Linked DNA regions of Zea mays: region 2 is linked to region 1. Evidence: chromatin contacts called from public Hi-C data. All regions are on one chromosome and are shown on one strand. Each heading gives the region's core, a stretch centred on a gene start, on an enhancer-like site or on the middle of the called end of the contact. The rest is flanking DNA. Distances are from core to core; before and after follow the strand shown.

What was found. Hi-C and Micro-C count contacts between places; a contact is called where the count stands out from the background.
Region 2: a Hi-C map of ear shows a contact between it and region 1, with 3 times the contacts expected there. The contact joins the promoter of LOC100276287 here to the promoter of LOC542348 in region 1. A contact is called at or near these places in 6 of 25 Hi-C or Micro-C datasets (bundle sheath, ear, endosperm and 2 more).

What each region holds. Positions count from the first base shown.
Region 1 is chr6:96,420,382-96,428,292 of Zm-B73-REFERENCE-NAM-5.0, reverse strand. LOC542348 (translational initiation factor eIF-4A) reads right to left here and starts at 4,037. Exons shown (of 5, transcript NM_001111926.2): 1 at 3,871-4,037; 2 at 2,696-2,768; 3 at 2,478-2,584; 4 at 1,959-2,389; 5 at 369-1,408. The coding sequence starts at 2,766. The coding sequence ends at 773.
Region 2 is chr6:96,696,930-96,704,840 of Zm-B73-REFERENCE-NAM-5.0, reverse strand. It overlaps LOC100276287, which reads right to left and starts at 4,534. Exons shown (of 11, transcript NM_001150112.2): 1 at 4,224-4,534; 2 at 2,883-3,304; 3 at 2,563-2,661; 4 at 2,122-2,222; 5 at 1,963-2,040; 6 at 1,720-1,810; 7 at 1,452-1,532; 8 at 1,219-1,278; 9 at 972-1,094; 10 at 847-885; 11 at 307-720. The coding sequence starts at 3,206. The coding sequence ends at 592.

The DNA.
Region 1 (7,911 bases), core at 2,788-5,287:
TAACTTTCTGATAATACCTACAGGACAAAAGGCCTCAATACCTCTTTTTTTACAACATGCAAATGAGGATTAAGCACAAACTCAACAACAGGATCCTTCCTTATTTGTCGTGGTTTAGTGCAAAAATAAACTAGCAGACCACAAATGTTTGAGAACGAAGGTAGTATGTATTATCAGATCCAAGAAGCTCATCTCAAATGCCAACAAACTCACCTCAAATGCTCAGGAAGGGGTTTCAGATAGTATAACGACTTCAAAATACATTACCAGTCAATAAGCACCTTGCATCACCAGGTGACAAGCTCAACAGAGTAAACAGGTTTTACTCAAAACAGCTAGGATCGGTGTATCAGCGACAAGCTCGACAGAGTAAACAGGTTTTACTCAGGATAGCAAAGACCAGTGGTGCAGACATGGCACGATACATCTGGTTGCAGCAGAATAAGAGTCAAGGATGACACAAATAAATACCACCATTCGGTCATACATAGTTTTAAACAAAATACTAATAAAGAGAAAGACTCAGCGCCAGCAGCGTCTTCCTCTTCATACTAATGAACCCCCACAGCAGCACATTACCACAAGGCCTAGGCAGCTACAAAAATTCCAAAACATGGCATAAAGGAGAAAAAATCACAAATTGTCCATGACCACGACTTCAACATAGAAACCCCACCGTCCTTATCACCCCCTCTCCCACGGTATTTCGACAAAACCAAGCCTTACCAGGTTCCTCACCACCCTTTTTTGTTTTGTTTTTTCTTGAAATTGATCACAGAAGGTCAGCAACATTGGCAGGCAGCTCCTCAATCAACACGTTGTAGAACTTCTGAATGTCAAACAGCATACGTTCGTCGTCGCGGGTCACAAAGTTGATGGCAACACCCTTCCTACCAAAACGACCACTACGACCAATACGATGCAGGTAGTTCTCTGGCTGGGTGGGAAGATCATAGTTGATGACCAGGGACACCTGCTGAACATCAATACCACGAGCAAGCAGGTCAGTGGTGATGAGCACACGGGAGGAGCCAGACCGGAACTCCCTCATGATGATGTCTCTAGTGTTCTGGTCCATGTCACCATGAGTGGCAGAAACGGTGTGGTCCCTGCTCCTCATCTTGTCAGTGAGCCAGTCCACCTTGCGGCGGGTGTTGACAAAGATGACACTCTGGGTAATGGCCAGGGTCTCATACAGGTCACACAGTGTGTCCAGCTTCCAGTCTTCCTTGTCCACATTCACATAGAACTGCTTGATACCCTCAAGGGTCAGCTCATCTCTCTTCACAAGAATTCTCACTGGTTTGTTCATGAACTTGCGGGTAATCTCAAGGGCCTCAGGTGGCATGGTAGCAGAGAAGACTCCAACCTGAATCTTGGATGGCAGAAGCTGGAAGATGTCATAAATCTGCATTCCACCAAAGAAATAAGTCAGCAGGCATAAATGAATCAGAGTACCATAAACAGATAGCGCGTTGTAGCAACTCCAAGAGACTGGATATATGGTTTTGTAAAGGTAAATTTAACTAATATTAGAAGAAAAGTGTATCCAATAGACTCTGTAAACGACTCTTCAAATTTAGTAGCTCTCTATCCCTTTACATTCACCCTCCATTTTTTGGATAGCCTACTTCACTCTTTATTCAGTTCGTAGGTTTACCGAGTCTGTTGGATTAGCCTACACTTGTTCTCTAAAATCTTTTTTAGAGAGTAGCTAAATCAGTAAATTTGGTTAGTCTTTTTAGCTAATCTCTTGGAGTTGCTCTTATAAGAATAATTTTCAGATTTCTGTGACAGAACATAGAATTATAAGAAAATGTTAGCTAAACACGAAGAAACTAACCAATGAAATCAAACATGGCAAATCAATTTAAACTTAATCTCTGCACTTTACTAGCAAAGAATACAGGTACCATGATCAAGCATAGAGAGAATAGAAATAAAATAGAAGTGTTTACCTGATCCTTGAAACCACGAGAAAGCATTTCATCAGCTTCGTCAAGAACAAACATCTTGATGTTATCAGGGCGGAGGGACTGTCTACGCAGCATGTCAAACACACGACCAGGTGTACCAACAACAACATGCACACCACTGGCGAGAATCCTTTGGTCCTCACGAACAGATGTTCCTCCAACGCATGCATGGACTTTAACACCAAGGTAGTCACCAAGTGCGCGCATAACTTTCTCAATTTGCTGTGCAAGCTCACGGGTGGGAGCAAGAACCAGGGCCTGGCATTCAACCAGACCATAGTCAAGCTGCTGCAAGATCCCAGAACAGAAGGTTGCTGTCTTTCCTGTACCAGATTGTGCTTGCTGAATGACATCAAGCCCCTTGCAGAAGGGAACAATTCCTCTCTGCTGAATTGCAGATGGTTTCTCAAAACCTACACATCGAAGAATGGGTAGTACGAGGAATACCATGTAAAGAAAAACTCGCTAAAACAGAAGATAAACAGAAGACTCCCAGCCTACCATATGCATAAATGCCTCTCAGAAGATTCTCTTGAAGGCCCATGTCATCAAAACTTTCAAAAACTTCATCATATGAAGTGAAGAACTCCTCAGTCTCACCAGTGCTCCTGCATTACATGATCATATAGAGGTATAGGTTATTAGATCACTTGGCTCCAAGTCAGAAATGGTAAAACAAGCAGGTAAGTGTTTTTTTAAAAGAATGATTTATTACTTACAGCAGCTCCTGCATTTTAGAATCATAGTGCTTAGCATCAAACTGAGAACCCTCGGGTGCCATTCCTGCCATGACTGTAGCAAACAAATATGTTAAGACACAGAAGTTACAGTACTTGTGAACATTATGGCAAGCAAATACAAAGAAATTCATGAACCTAGACCAAAAAGATGTTTATGAAAGAAATGGCGACATTTTTACACTGATAACATAACTTGACTAAAAGACTACAACAAGGAAAGTGTTTTGTGTACCAATGAAATTTGTTTTAAGTATAAGAAAAACACCATGCTAGTAGACAAGTGATAAGCAAGTACCCAGTAATTCACAACAGGACTCAACAGGGAATCGGCTGTATTCTACAGTCTACACATGATGATCCATGCTCAATCATCAATACAAAATGAATGCATCAAATCATCATTCAATGTACTGTACAAATGATGATCCATGCTCCAACATTAATAGAAAATGCATGCTCAAATCATCATTCAAGTTATAGAGAATCTAAACAGAACCATACCAAGACAATTGATGTTTTACAGTCACTGATATAATGGCAAGCACCTACTAAAAATAAATGGAGCGACAGTTTTTTACAGTTCAACACAATATCGAATAATACGGAACCCTCATGTACAGCTTTTAACCTATCATGTAAGTAACAAATCCTTATGGCCATTCCATCATCGCTTTCACACAGAGTTGCCTCATCACGACATAATAATAGAATATAACCAAGCATGCAGCATCCCATAGCTCAAACAGCCTGAATCCAATAATCAAGCACAACACGCAACACTACATGACAAAATATAAAGCAAACAAGCTACAAAGAGCTGCCTAGCACAGTTCTAGGAGCGAAACTAGTAGTTTTGCAATATGAGCACAAAAAACACATTATATCTTCATACAAAATCAATCAAGTCCTACGTAAGAAATCGTGTGTAGAGCCGAAAGCCCCACATCAGACAAAGGGGGAAAGTTAGTATTTCCGCGCGCAGACCTGTCCCTCAATCCAGAACCGTCAAAATGACTACCACTCCCACCGAATCGGCACAGATCCACACGGGCAGCGCCGCCAGATGGACCGAGACCCACCGCCGCGGCAGATCGGACACCGAAAAGCAACGGAATAACAAGCGAGGCAGCAAGAGATCCGGAGGAGACGACCACCTGAAGCGTCGGAGAGGAGAGCGCGGATCGGGCCGGGAGTCAGGGGTGCTCTGTGCGCTGCGGTGAACCCGAGATCAGAGTCTCGGATTCGGCGGCGGAGGTGAAGGACGGCGCAGCGCAGGAGAGAGAAAAACGAGGGTTTGCAGTCGGCGGCGAGAGGCGGCTTTTATGTGCCTGGGTGTGGACGAATCCCGGATGCCACCACCCCGAACGGTAGGGTTTCTTTCTCGCGTGGGCCGCTCCTGGGCTATCCAGGGCCTAGGCCCGTGTTTGCCTCTCTTTTTCTGTTTATTTACATTCCTGTTTGGTGTTTTTATTTTATCTTCGGAGATCTTGTCTTTGAATGAACAGGCTGTACTCCAGCTGGTGTGATCTGATTTCCTTTCAGGAACAGGCTGTCGGAAGAGAGAGACGATTCTATTTCCTCCAGTTTGGGTGTGAACTCAAATAAATGAATAATTAACATTAGGTGCATTCACAACTAAAAAATCGGTTCGATACCCGAGGTAATTACTAGCTAGCTAAAAATTATTCGGTGACATTTAAATAAAAGAAGATAATAGATGCACTAATTTTTTACTAACCCTTTAACTAGTGGTTAACCAGTCAATCATAACTAGTTTAGACTGATTTATAGTTCCAATTGATAACTAGTCACTAGATATGTGTCCGTGCGTTGCCACGAGGCGGGAGAGCGTGGGAGCGGCGTCTAGGCTACAAATATAATTATTGTTTATTTCTAAACACTAAGTTACGTGTGGTCTGGTGGTTAGCCACAAAATTGTGGGGCAAAAAAAGAGGTGTGTGGTTCGAGTGCTCGTTCTACACTATTTTTTGCGGACGCTGGCGTGATAGCACCAGATGCCTAAATTAGGTTCTTAATAGAGTAGTATAGATATGCATCCAAACAAGCATTGGACGATGGCATATGAGCTTCACCTCTTAGAGCTACTTAGTGTGTGTTTGAGACGTCTTTTTGTTTTTGGGTGTTGTTTATGCGCTCCAAAAGTTTAAAGCTAAACTAAAGGTCTCGTTCTAACCAATGACTTTTTTCAAAGCCGTTTTTTTGTGGTAGACAATTAAAAGCACATCTAAACCATCTTTTAGTGACTTTAAGATGGAAAACCTTTTACCCGCCTGCCTCAGGTGAGTAGAAAAAAATGTTTCGTTCTTTCCCATTGCCCTCAATTGACATCCGCAACTCCTCGGTCGTCCGTGTCTCCCATAGCTACAGTCAAATCCTTCAAACGACTTTTAATTTTTTACAAATCATAGACCACATCAGTTTTTTTTCACATCCAAAACCTAAACTAAACCAAACTAACCCATACATATCCCTTCCAATAATTAAAGCAATCCTTTATGAAAGGATAAATTCATAGAGAACACTCGATCCTTACGCAGACCAAGGAGAAACAACACCCTTACACGGATGCTCCAACAAAGATTCGTAGGGAGTATTAACTCTTCAAGATATTAGGAAAAACATTGATGGTCTTCTAACCATTGCATTACTATACATATTTAATTTTGAGTAATTTACTTTTAGAATTACATTTTTATAATTGCTTGGAGACCTAAGCGAAGAAGTGGGCGAAGGTGGGAAAGGTATCAGACTTTATGCGTAGAGGAAAAGTCCAAAGAAAGTGAAAAGTCATCTAGAATGACCAGGTAGTATTTATAACTAGAGAGGCTGAAGACAGGAGAAGTCCAGAGATCATAATGAACGAGATCAAAGGCCTGAGCAGCCCTGGATGTGGAAGTGGAAAATGGAAGACGAGAATGATGACCGAGCGGACAAGGATGACAGAGGCGCTCAGAGGGTCCCCGGTTACAAGAGGTATCTGAGCGGCTGGAGGGCTAGGACATCACGTTAGGTCTAGGGTGACCGAGACGACGATGCCAAATGGCGGAAGTGGTGGTGAAAGTCGTCTAGATTGGGCTGAATAGGAGAAACTTGGAAATTATAAACTTTAGACACACACTATGCCTGGGGTTAGGGTTAGAAATAAATTCGGAGTGCGGAATATTGCTCTTGCTATGAGTTGCTCAATCAATGCGGATAACCTTGGGAGCAAACTTAAATCAATATGAGCAAGGGAACTTTAGAGAGAGGAGAGGGGAGAAACAAATCAAGTGAAGATCAATACAAATGAACACAGTGATTTGTTTCCTGAGGTTTGTTTCCAAAGAACCTAGTCCCCGTTGAGGAGGCCACAAAGGCCGGGTCTATTCCAACCCTTTCCCTCTCTCAATCGGTCACTTAGACCGGTCGAGTGCTTCTTCTCAATCTCACGGGTCACTAAGACCCCACAAGGATCACCACACAACTAGGTGTCTCTTGCTAGCTTTACAAAGCACTTAGAAGAAATAGAGTGAGGAGAAGAAACCAATCCAAGCAACAAAGAAACACAAATGACCCTCTCTCAAGTCACTAAACACTTGAGTTGATTTTGGAACTTGGAGAGGATTTGATCCTTTGATTGTGTCTTGGAGTGTATGTCTTTGCTCTAGTATTGAATGTGAAGGTCTTAAAACTTGGATGGCTTGAATGGAGGTGGTTGGGGGTATTTATAGCCTCCAACCACTTCCTAGCTGTTATCTGAGTTTGTTGTCGATGGATATACCGGACAGTTCGGTGGTACACCGGACATTGTACTGTTCATTGTCTGGTGCGTGCCACGTCAGCCAACCGTTGGGGTTTGGAGCGTTTGACCGTTGAAGTCTTTTGTCCTATTGCCGCACCGTACAGTCCGGTGCGTTCTGACTTTGCAATTCAGACTTCTGACTTCTACTTTGTTCACTGTACCCATGTCCGCGCAGTCGACCATTGGCGAAGTTGGTCGTTGCTCCGTTCGCACACCGGACAGTCTAATGAATTATAGCGGACGCACGCTGAGAAAACCCGAGAGCGACCAGTTCATGAGGTGCCTCGGCTTAGGCACCGGACAATGTCCGGTGCGCCGCTGGATGCACCATTTACTTGTTTTTGCCCCATACTTTGTAGAGTTCCCCAACTCATTTTCTTTGTTGGTTTATGTTGAACTTTATGCACCTGAGATAAATGACAACTAGGCAAACTAGTTAGTCCACGTGGTTTGTGATGGACGTCAAACACCAAAATCGATTATAGGAAATGTTGAGGCCATTCCCTTTCAATCTCCCCCCTTTTTGGTGATTGATGCCAACACAAACCAAAGCAAATATAAAGTGTAGAAATGTAACTCGTTTGAATTCTGACAGACGTGCATAAGTTACTTCGAATTAAACCAATTGAAAATATTTCTAAGTATGCATGGTTGATTTCTTCTACTTTGACATTTTGGACACATTTGCACCACTTAGCTTGTTTTTTGCAAATCTTTTGAAAAAGTCTTTTCAAATACTTTTGTAAATAGCCAATGGAATAAGAATATGATTTCAAAAGGCATTTTTCAAGATTTTGAAAATTATCTCTCTGTTTCATATACTTTTCCTTTAGCTAAATAAAAGCTCCCCCCTGAAGAAGTTCTCCCCTTAGCAGTCAAGAGGGTTTTTGTAATAATTTCTCCCCCTTTGTGAAACATTTTTTTTGAAAACGGGGTGGTGGTGCGGTCTTTTTGCTTTGGGCCTATTAATTCTCCCCCTTTGGCATTAATCGCCAAAAACGAAGAAACTTGAGAGGCCTAGTATTCTCTCCCTCTTTGTGAAAAGGATATGAGTGAAAGTTTATGAGAAGGGCAAAGGATAAAAGATACCGATAGAGTCGTAGTGGAAGCCTTGCCTTTGTCGAATACTCCATTCCCCTTTCAATCTAAGACTAATCATAGAGATACTCGTGGAAGCACATTAGCCTTAGCCTTGGCACAAGAAGAATAAGAAATACGCATTTGTACCAAATGAAAGAAACATGATCGAAGATATATAAATGAGCAATGTGTGCAATGTTTCAATCAAAGTTCCAAGAATCTAAGATGATTAGCTCATTCCTAAGCTTGCTAAAAGTCTTTTCATCCAGAGGCTTGGTGAAGATATCGGCTAATTGGTTGTGGGTACTAACAT
Region 2 (7,911 bases), core at 3,285-5,784, 280 kb before region 1:
AGAACGTTTTAGCACAAAACACCTGTGGTCCCCTGCGTTTTAACGATAACCCCCTCCCACAGTCCCATCCGCTGCCTCCCCTTCGTTCACAGACAGCTCAGACTCAGACCTACGGCGCCGTCGCGTCTGACGGCCCTCCTCCCACCACCGCCTTTACTCTGGCCACGTAGGCGCTGGCTCCGGCGTCTCACCACCATTCTTCCTCCAGCTCTGCGATCCTCTGCGGCTCTGCCAGCCACAGACACGCCTACCTCAATAATGTAGCGTGAGACATTGGATCTTAGATGAAAGAGCATGATTTAATATGTGCGTGAGACATTGGATTTTAGATGAAAGATCATAAAATTTAATCACAATTCATCTGCAGCAGTATCAACAACAGAAGTCCACACGTCACATTCGCAAATCGCACCAACCTAGCCATCGTTCCACACCAGCAAAACTTGCCGTCTCAAGAGCTGGCAAATAACCTTAGCTCAGCAGCCATCACCAGCAATCTATCTACTAGAGTTGCGGCAGCAGGTAGTTGGCGACGTCTGGACTCTGATCCGACAGAGTTGCTTAGCTGTGTTCCTGCCTCCATTCAGCTGCTCAGATGACGGTGAAGTTCGAGAATATGTTCATCAGGTTGCCAAGCGCCTCGGGGTAGAACTTGCGCGCGAACAGGTAGCAGGGCCGCTTCATGCCGTTCCACACGCACGGCCTCCTCTGCGCTACATGCTGCGCGACAACGGCAATGCAGTGGCGCGCGTTAGAGTTTCCCAGGAACAACACCTCGTCCGTTTAGGCTGGCAGTAACTGGGCACAGGCCAATGCAAGCAAAGCCAAGGATCGAAGTACTCTTACCTTCGCGTTGCTGCTGACATGGACGCTCTCATCAATGGACTGCGGGGCATCGGCAAAACCGTTAGATTAAACACCAAAGGCAACAAACTGTCTCTCTCTCTCTCTGAAGGCTCCAACAAGCTTACCGAGATGTTCTTGAGCAGCTCGAAGCTCGTATCCACAGCCCTGTAGACTTTGGGATGCCATTTCCCTTCGGACCAATCTACGTGCGTCACTGACCAGTTTGCAATTCCAGTCGGGTCAGCCATCTGAAGCCACAAATGCAAGGGCAGTGTTGTTCAGTAGTTCGTTTTTTTTTCTAAATAAAATGTTGTTTTGCTGGCTGGTCGAAGAGAACAAAAGGCCGTCGTCTACAAGCTTCTGAACACTTACATTGAAGAGAGTTGGCAAGTAGTGCTCATCTGAATAGCAGTTATGCCACTCATTTCCTGGCTGTACGGTTGCAATCACAACATCAGCAACGACATAAATATCAAGGGAAAATGGGGGGGACAAGGTGTCCAAAGGTCTGTTTGTTACATATGAAAAATAACTTGACGGTGCTCTTAATAAGACAAGGTATCCTAGAAATTCTTTTTTTGGGGGGTGTGGGAGTAAGGGACCACCTTACAGTAACGCTTGAACTTCCCATAGTAAAGGGTGTCAGCAAGAATAAGAACTGCATGCTGCCGTTTCACTGTAAACCACTGCAAGAGAAGAATACATGAAAACATTCAAGGTTAACTATGAGAAGCCATAACAGGTGTAATAAGTAATCGAATTTGAACTATAGAGGATTATTGGAAGCCAAAAAAAAAGTCACTACAAAAAAAAATGAAACAATCATAAAGTTCCACTTTCTAGGGCAAGCGATCAGTCATATGAAATGATCACCTGTGCACCCTTTCTCCAATCTTTCTTCACAATTTCAGGTAACATATGGTCAGAATATCTACCTGCTCCATGTGGACCAGGATCATCAAAACTGAGGGAAAAAAAAGATAATTCAGCATGTTATAAGCAAAATTCTTATTAAAAAAACATAATTTAAAAAAAGCATATCTTAAATCAAATATCTTCTCAACTCTGACAAGGGGGAAAGTTAATGTTTTGCTTTGTGTAAGTATGTTCACTTACCAGTCAACAAAACTGACGTTTGTCTCCATGAGATAACTATATATATAATCAAAGTTATGAAGTGGCACACAGACACAGCTGCAATTAGAATAAAGTGTTAGGATACGGGGCCTATCACTCAAATTTATATGGGAACAGAACAAATGAAAAATGATTAACCTCTCAGAAAGCAAGACAAAATGCTGGTTTTCAGGGTCTTGTAGGGCATGGGCCAAGAGCCGCTTTTCAGCATCAACCATAGAAATTGTGCCCCAGATCACCTGGCGAGAAAATTGAAAAATTAGATCCTACAACAACTATAGCTAAAACTTTGACATTGACTTCAAAATAGTCTTGGACACGGTTGCTGTAGGCACGTACTACTGGACATGATATGTACAGGTGATGGTTCAACAACATTAATAAATCCCGGGACGTACTCTACAAACTATATCCATCCGTTTAAAGAATGGGGTTCTACAATCATTAGAGACGGCACTCTGAGAGAAAACAAAACATTTTTTTCTTCAAAATCAGTGTGTATTATACTGAAGGCTAGAAAATATTTTCTTCGTAAATCAATGAGGATAGTACAGATTTAAGCCAATGCTAGTTAGATACCTTTTCACTTCGAATATCCCTGCCAGAGAATACTGGACTTGCATGAATTGGTCTATCTCTTGATGCATGCACATATATGGTGTATCGGTCTTCATGTCCCTGAAAGAAAACTCAAGTGGTTAGATTTGATACGCATACACACTCAGGTGCGCAAGCAACAATGGATATATCTTTGTTCTTATATGAGATAGTATGTCAAATAGAGTTTGTTTACAGTTTACTTTCCTAATAGGAGAGAATATTAGTGCTACATGATGAAACACAATCATTGAGTCAATTTTGCTACGACTCGCAATTCGCAAATACTGCAAAAACCATACCATGAAGAATTTTTCCCACAGTTTCTCAAATGGCAATGAACTGGGCGTCAAGAACATGAAAGCAATTTTTGGATTCTTTGACTGCACTGGCCGTGCCCGGATGATGTCTCTCATGATAGCACGAGCAGCGATCTCATCATCAGTGTATACCCTAGCAGGTTCTGGAGGAGGCCGAGAATTGCAGGCTTCTGATGGTACCAGATAACATGCTGTGTAATGCCGTGGAGTATAAAGGTAGGCTCCAATGGCTACTGCACAGACAAATGCAACCAACACGATGAACCAGAGAGGCCTTTTAGACGAAGGCCTACTGCGTGGTGCCATGATGTATCTGTACAAACAGGAAAGCAGGGCCTAGCAAGCTACAGCCATGAAATCATCCATAAGCACTCCTCTGATATAACTGATCAAAATCCAAAAACCTGGACAACACAGGGAAAAAGGAAATTTTAGTTTAACCTTCAGGCTTTCAGCCAAAAGTACCATTTTTTTGTGTCTTGACCAACAATCCATATTGTATAACAAAAAGACATGTATATATAGAAGATTAAACTATTTCGAAGACAAACAACAGTTCAGAAACTGCTTGATATTGCACTAGGTTGAATCCAAAGTTTAAAACTACATGTGCATACTAAAGGACAGAATATTAAAACATATACAAAGTAAAAATAAATATTGATGGAGGTGCTTACAAATAAAAAAAATGGGGAAAAACTATATATATACTTGTTACCCAAAAATGAAAAACAACTACACATTTTAATCAAACCAACGCTCTAGTTAACAAGTAGGAGATTCTACAAGTCGTTCTAGGTTACAAAATAAAGCAGGACAGTTGACTTTTTACCTGGAACTTGCCAGTTTCTACCCATAAATGAACTCAAGTTATTAGGGATAATACGAAATACAAGCTCTGTCTGCCTTATCTCTCTTTTTTTCCCTTATGCTCCCTGGTTCATGGCCTGTACCAATTTTAAGCTAAATTCTCTTCACTGTCTATTTCCACGTACTTGTCACATGTCCACGCAGCCGCTCATCAAATTTTCCACAGCACAGCACAAAACCCTCCCTAAACCTTGCCAGCTAATATCGCCAGATGGACTCCAAAATGGCATGGCCGCAACCTTGCTTGAGGCGCTGAAGACCCTAGGCAAGATTTTAGATGGATTCTCGACTCCATAACTAGGACACCACGCAGCTCAAGAGTCCACAGGTAACCGGGTTAGAAAAAAAAATCGAATTTTAACGCTCGCAGCGCAGACGGGACAGGAAGGTCGCCAAGGACAAGGCGAGCAGCGAACTCCAACCTCCAACTGAGGCAAAGCTCGAGTCGCTTACCCACGAGAGGAGAGGTCGATCCGAGTCAATCCGGATAGTCGGAGCTTCACTGACGACCCGCGCCGCACCGGTCGACCACCAGGAAGCCGGTAACAGGCAGTGCAGAAGGAGCGGAGAGGCGAGGTCGACGGCGATGAACCACCCGCAGCTCGCGGCGGCCACCGAGGTCGACGACAGGAAGCAAGAGGACGGAGGAGTTGGGGAGATCTAGACGGCGGAGGGGGGGCATCCAAGACTGAGGTGGAAAAGTTGGCTGGACAGCACAGGGGTCTTCTCAGACTGCAAACTCTGCTTCTGCTCGACTCACTCCAGGTCAGGCTGGGAGTTCGGCTTTACCGAATTTTCGGATAGGGCTTTTGAGGTTTTTTTATATTTCTGGTTTTCATCAGTCGAACTTGAACGTGAAGTTTTGGCTACCCACAATTTCGAGTTCAGGTTTGGATAACATTAAACTACCCGATATTAAACACCGAGACAAACAACACACACAAAATCATAGCACCAAGGCACAAACAGTGAAACTGAAAGTCTGAACCGAAACACACAGCAACACAGCAACCGAGTGTTCACTCTCCACTGTCCAATGTCCACACGTCCGACCGGCTCTCACAAGGCAACTAGCAGAATAGCAAAAAAACAAAACACTAAAATAATCAGCCATACACTACGCCGACTGCTAGAAGCCTAGGATGACGGTGACGACCATAGATTCTCAGGCGCCAACGAACTCGGATGGTGACCAAGAAAGGTAAGAAGATTCCATTTCTCCATTTCTTCTATTGGTCCCGAAGTACTGATTTCTTTTTTGATGGATGGATGAATAGATCATGGTTCATGTATGAGTGCTTGCCGATGTAGTGATATATGAAATCTGGATAGTTTATACTGACTGTTAGTACCTAGTTATCCCTTAATTGGGGATGGGAACCTATTGGGGACCCGAAACCCGAATGGGGATGAGTATGGGATGAGTTTTGCACCCATGATAGGTATGAGAATGAGTATGAGGATAAATCAAATATGATAAGGATGGGTCTGGGATACTATAACCCGGTGAAGAATTCCCCATTGATATCTCTAACACAGACACAATCCACGCTAGCTCCCAATCCATGGGGTCGGAATTACAGTCACACACAAGGTCCACACACACCAACACACGGCACAGTAGGCCTAGGCTAGCAGCAGCACACACACGACACATAAGCACATGCACAGTGCAGCAGCACCGGGTCTTACGGTTTACAAAACCGTTCCAGAGTTAAAAACTATCCCCCACTGGTAACGGTTTACCAACGGTAAACCGGTAAAAATCGATTGGTTTGACCAATTCAAATCAATTTGAATTTGAACCGGTTTATCGGTGAAAAACCGGTGAAAAATCGCTTTAAACCGCCGGTTAATCGCGAAACTAACTGGTTTTTGTTGTTTTTACGGAAAATGTGAATTTTTTAACAAGATTTATTTGTAGTTTGCTCAATTCACATTGCACACTAAATATTAATTAATCCACACGACATGTATTCACCAAAATAACATATAGCATACATATGCAACCACAAACTCCAACTCTCATGCAACAAACAATCAGCGAACTTCACAATACTCAAATATAAGTTCTTTTATAACTCTCAAACGAGGCAACGACACATAAGTCGAATTATTTCACAATACTCACATGTTTATCTCGAGTCATAGTGATAGTACTCAGGTATGTTGGAAGGATCGTGATATTGTTCCAATCCGTTATAGTGATAGTGATAGGTCTATACAAAATATGTAAGATACATTAGCGAGAAAATAAGAATGGCAAATAAATATTTATCCACAAAGCAAAAAAACATACCGGTATGTGTGTTTGGTGTTTGTGTATTTTATGTGCACCTCACTAAGTGTTGGACTTTTCTCCTGATAAGCAAATCTTAGGAACACATATAAAAGAACTAGAGCTAAGGGTTCTAGATTGAGTCTTGTCTAGACGGATAGTTATTAGAAGAACCGAAACTACTTGATCTACGGGTTTCATCTTGGACAGGAAATGAAACCGAAATTGACCACTAAATGCCTAAAATGGACTTGAGCTATGGGTTTATCTTCACTTTTAACATATAACATCTTCACATATATCATATAATAGTAAACAAGACTTAGTCTAAATTGACCACTAAATACTCAATTTTGGCATTAAATCCGGTTTTCCAGCAAAAATTGGCGGTTTACCGGTCTCAAATAACAGTTTACCGATCCCTGAAAATGGTTTACCAGTGGTTTTCGGTTTTTATGAATTTTTTTAAATCTTTTGAATTTCAAACAAATTTTGAAAAAGAACCGATGGTTTACCGAAACCGTAAACAGATCGGTTTACCACCAGTTTTTAGCGATTTTATAAACAATGCGGTCTTGACCAGTCGGCCTCTCGGGCGTGGACACGACCCTTGGCTGCTTGCTGACCTTGACCTGCTAAGCAATTTCTGCGTTAAATAGGTACTTCGGATATAGCAGGTTAATACTTAATTAGGTCGAACTAAATTCGAATAATCAGTTTCGATATTTGCTGGAATTATTCGGGTAACAGGTTTTGGGCTAAATGGATATAGATTTGGATATTTCGGGCTTAGTGCTTTAGGCTCGGGTTTTATGTCCAGCTCTACCTCCAAGCCAAGAAGAGGTTTTGCATCTACCAAAAAAAGTTTTTGAATCTAGAGGCATTTGAGCACTGTCTAATTATTCTACTTCCTCCGTTCTTTTTCATTCGTTGTGTTTTAGTTCAAAAATAAATTAGCAGGTGACAAATATTCAAGAACGAAGGTAGTGTGTACTATATGCACTATCTAATTACTCTATATGCTCTGATTCGTGTAATTATGTTCTGTGCAGCATTGGATGTTCCATGAGTTTTGCCATTCTATATAGGTGCTTTGTAAAAAAGGACATTGTATAACTTATTTTGTTCCCCCGAAAATAGCTTTTTTGTTTTTGTTTGGTTTATATTCATGTCTGAAATATTATTTCCACGAAAATATTTTCTATTAAAACAAAACAACGTGAGTGGGTTCGTAATAGAGTGGTAGTCGGATATGTCGCGTTGAAACGTCAGATATGTTCGACATAGCAAAATGCACACGCGTTGTGACGGGAATAATAATATTTTATTTAAAAATAATATTAAAGTAAATATAATGTCTATATATTAAATATTAAACTGATAAAAACAAATATTATACTTCATCTTAGATAAAAGGTTGAAAATGTATTAGCTGAAAAGGAGTCCAACATATTTTTTAATAGCTCGCTTGTCCTTATTCAACTAACGAGATGGTACTGCGTCGGAGCGCAACACGATAGGTGTGCCATGAGAAACTAGATAAGTCCCAACACGATAGGAAGTCACTAGCAGCGCAACGCTCTCACGTAGTGTCATGAGAAACTAGCTAAGTCCCAACACGATAGAAAGTCACATGCGGCGCAACGCTCCCACGTAGTACCACATCGCTAGTTGAAGTAGGACGAGCGACCGAGCAAGCTATAAAAGGGGTTGAGCTTATTTTTAACTCATATCTTTCTCGATCTTTTGGCTAAGATGAAATATAATATTTATGTTTATCAATTATAATATCTGACTTGTCGATGTAACACCCCATCCATTTCCGGACCGGTGGTACTCACTTCTAGTAGCCCTCTAGGATCA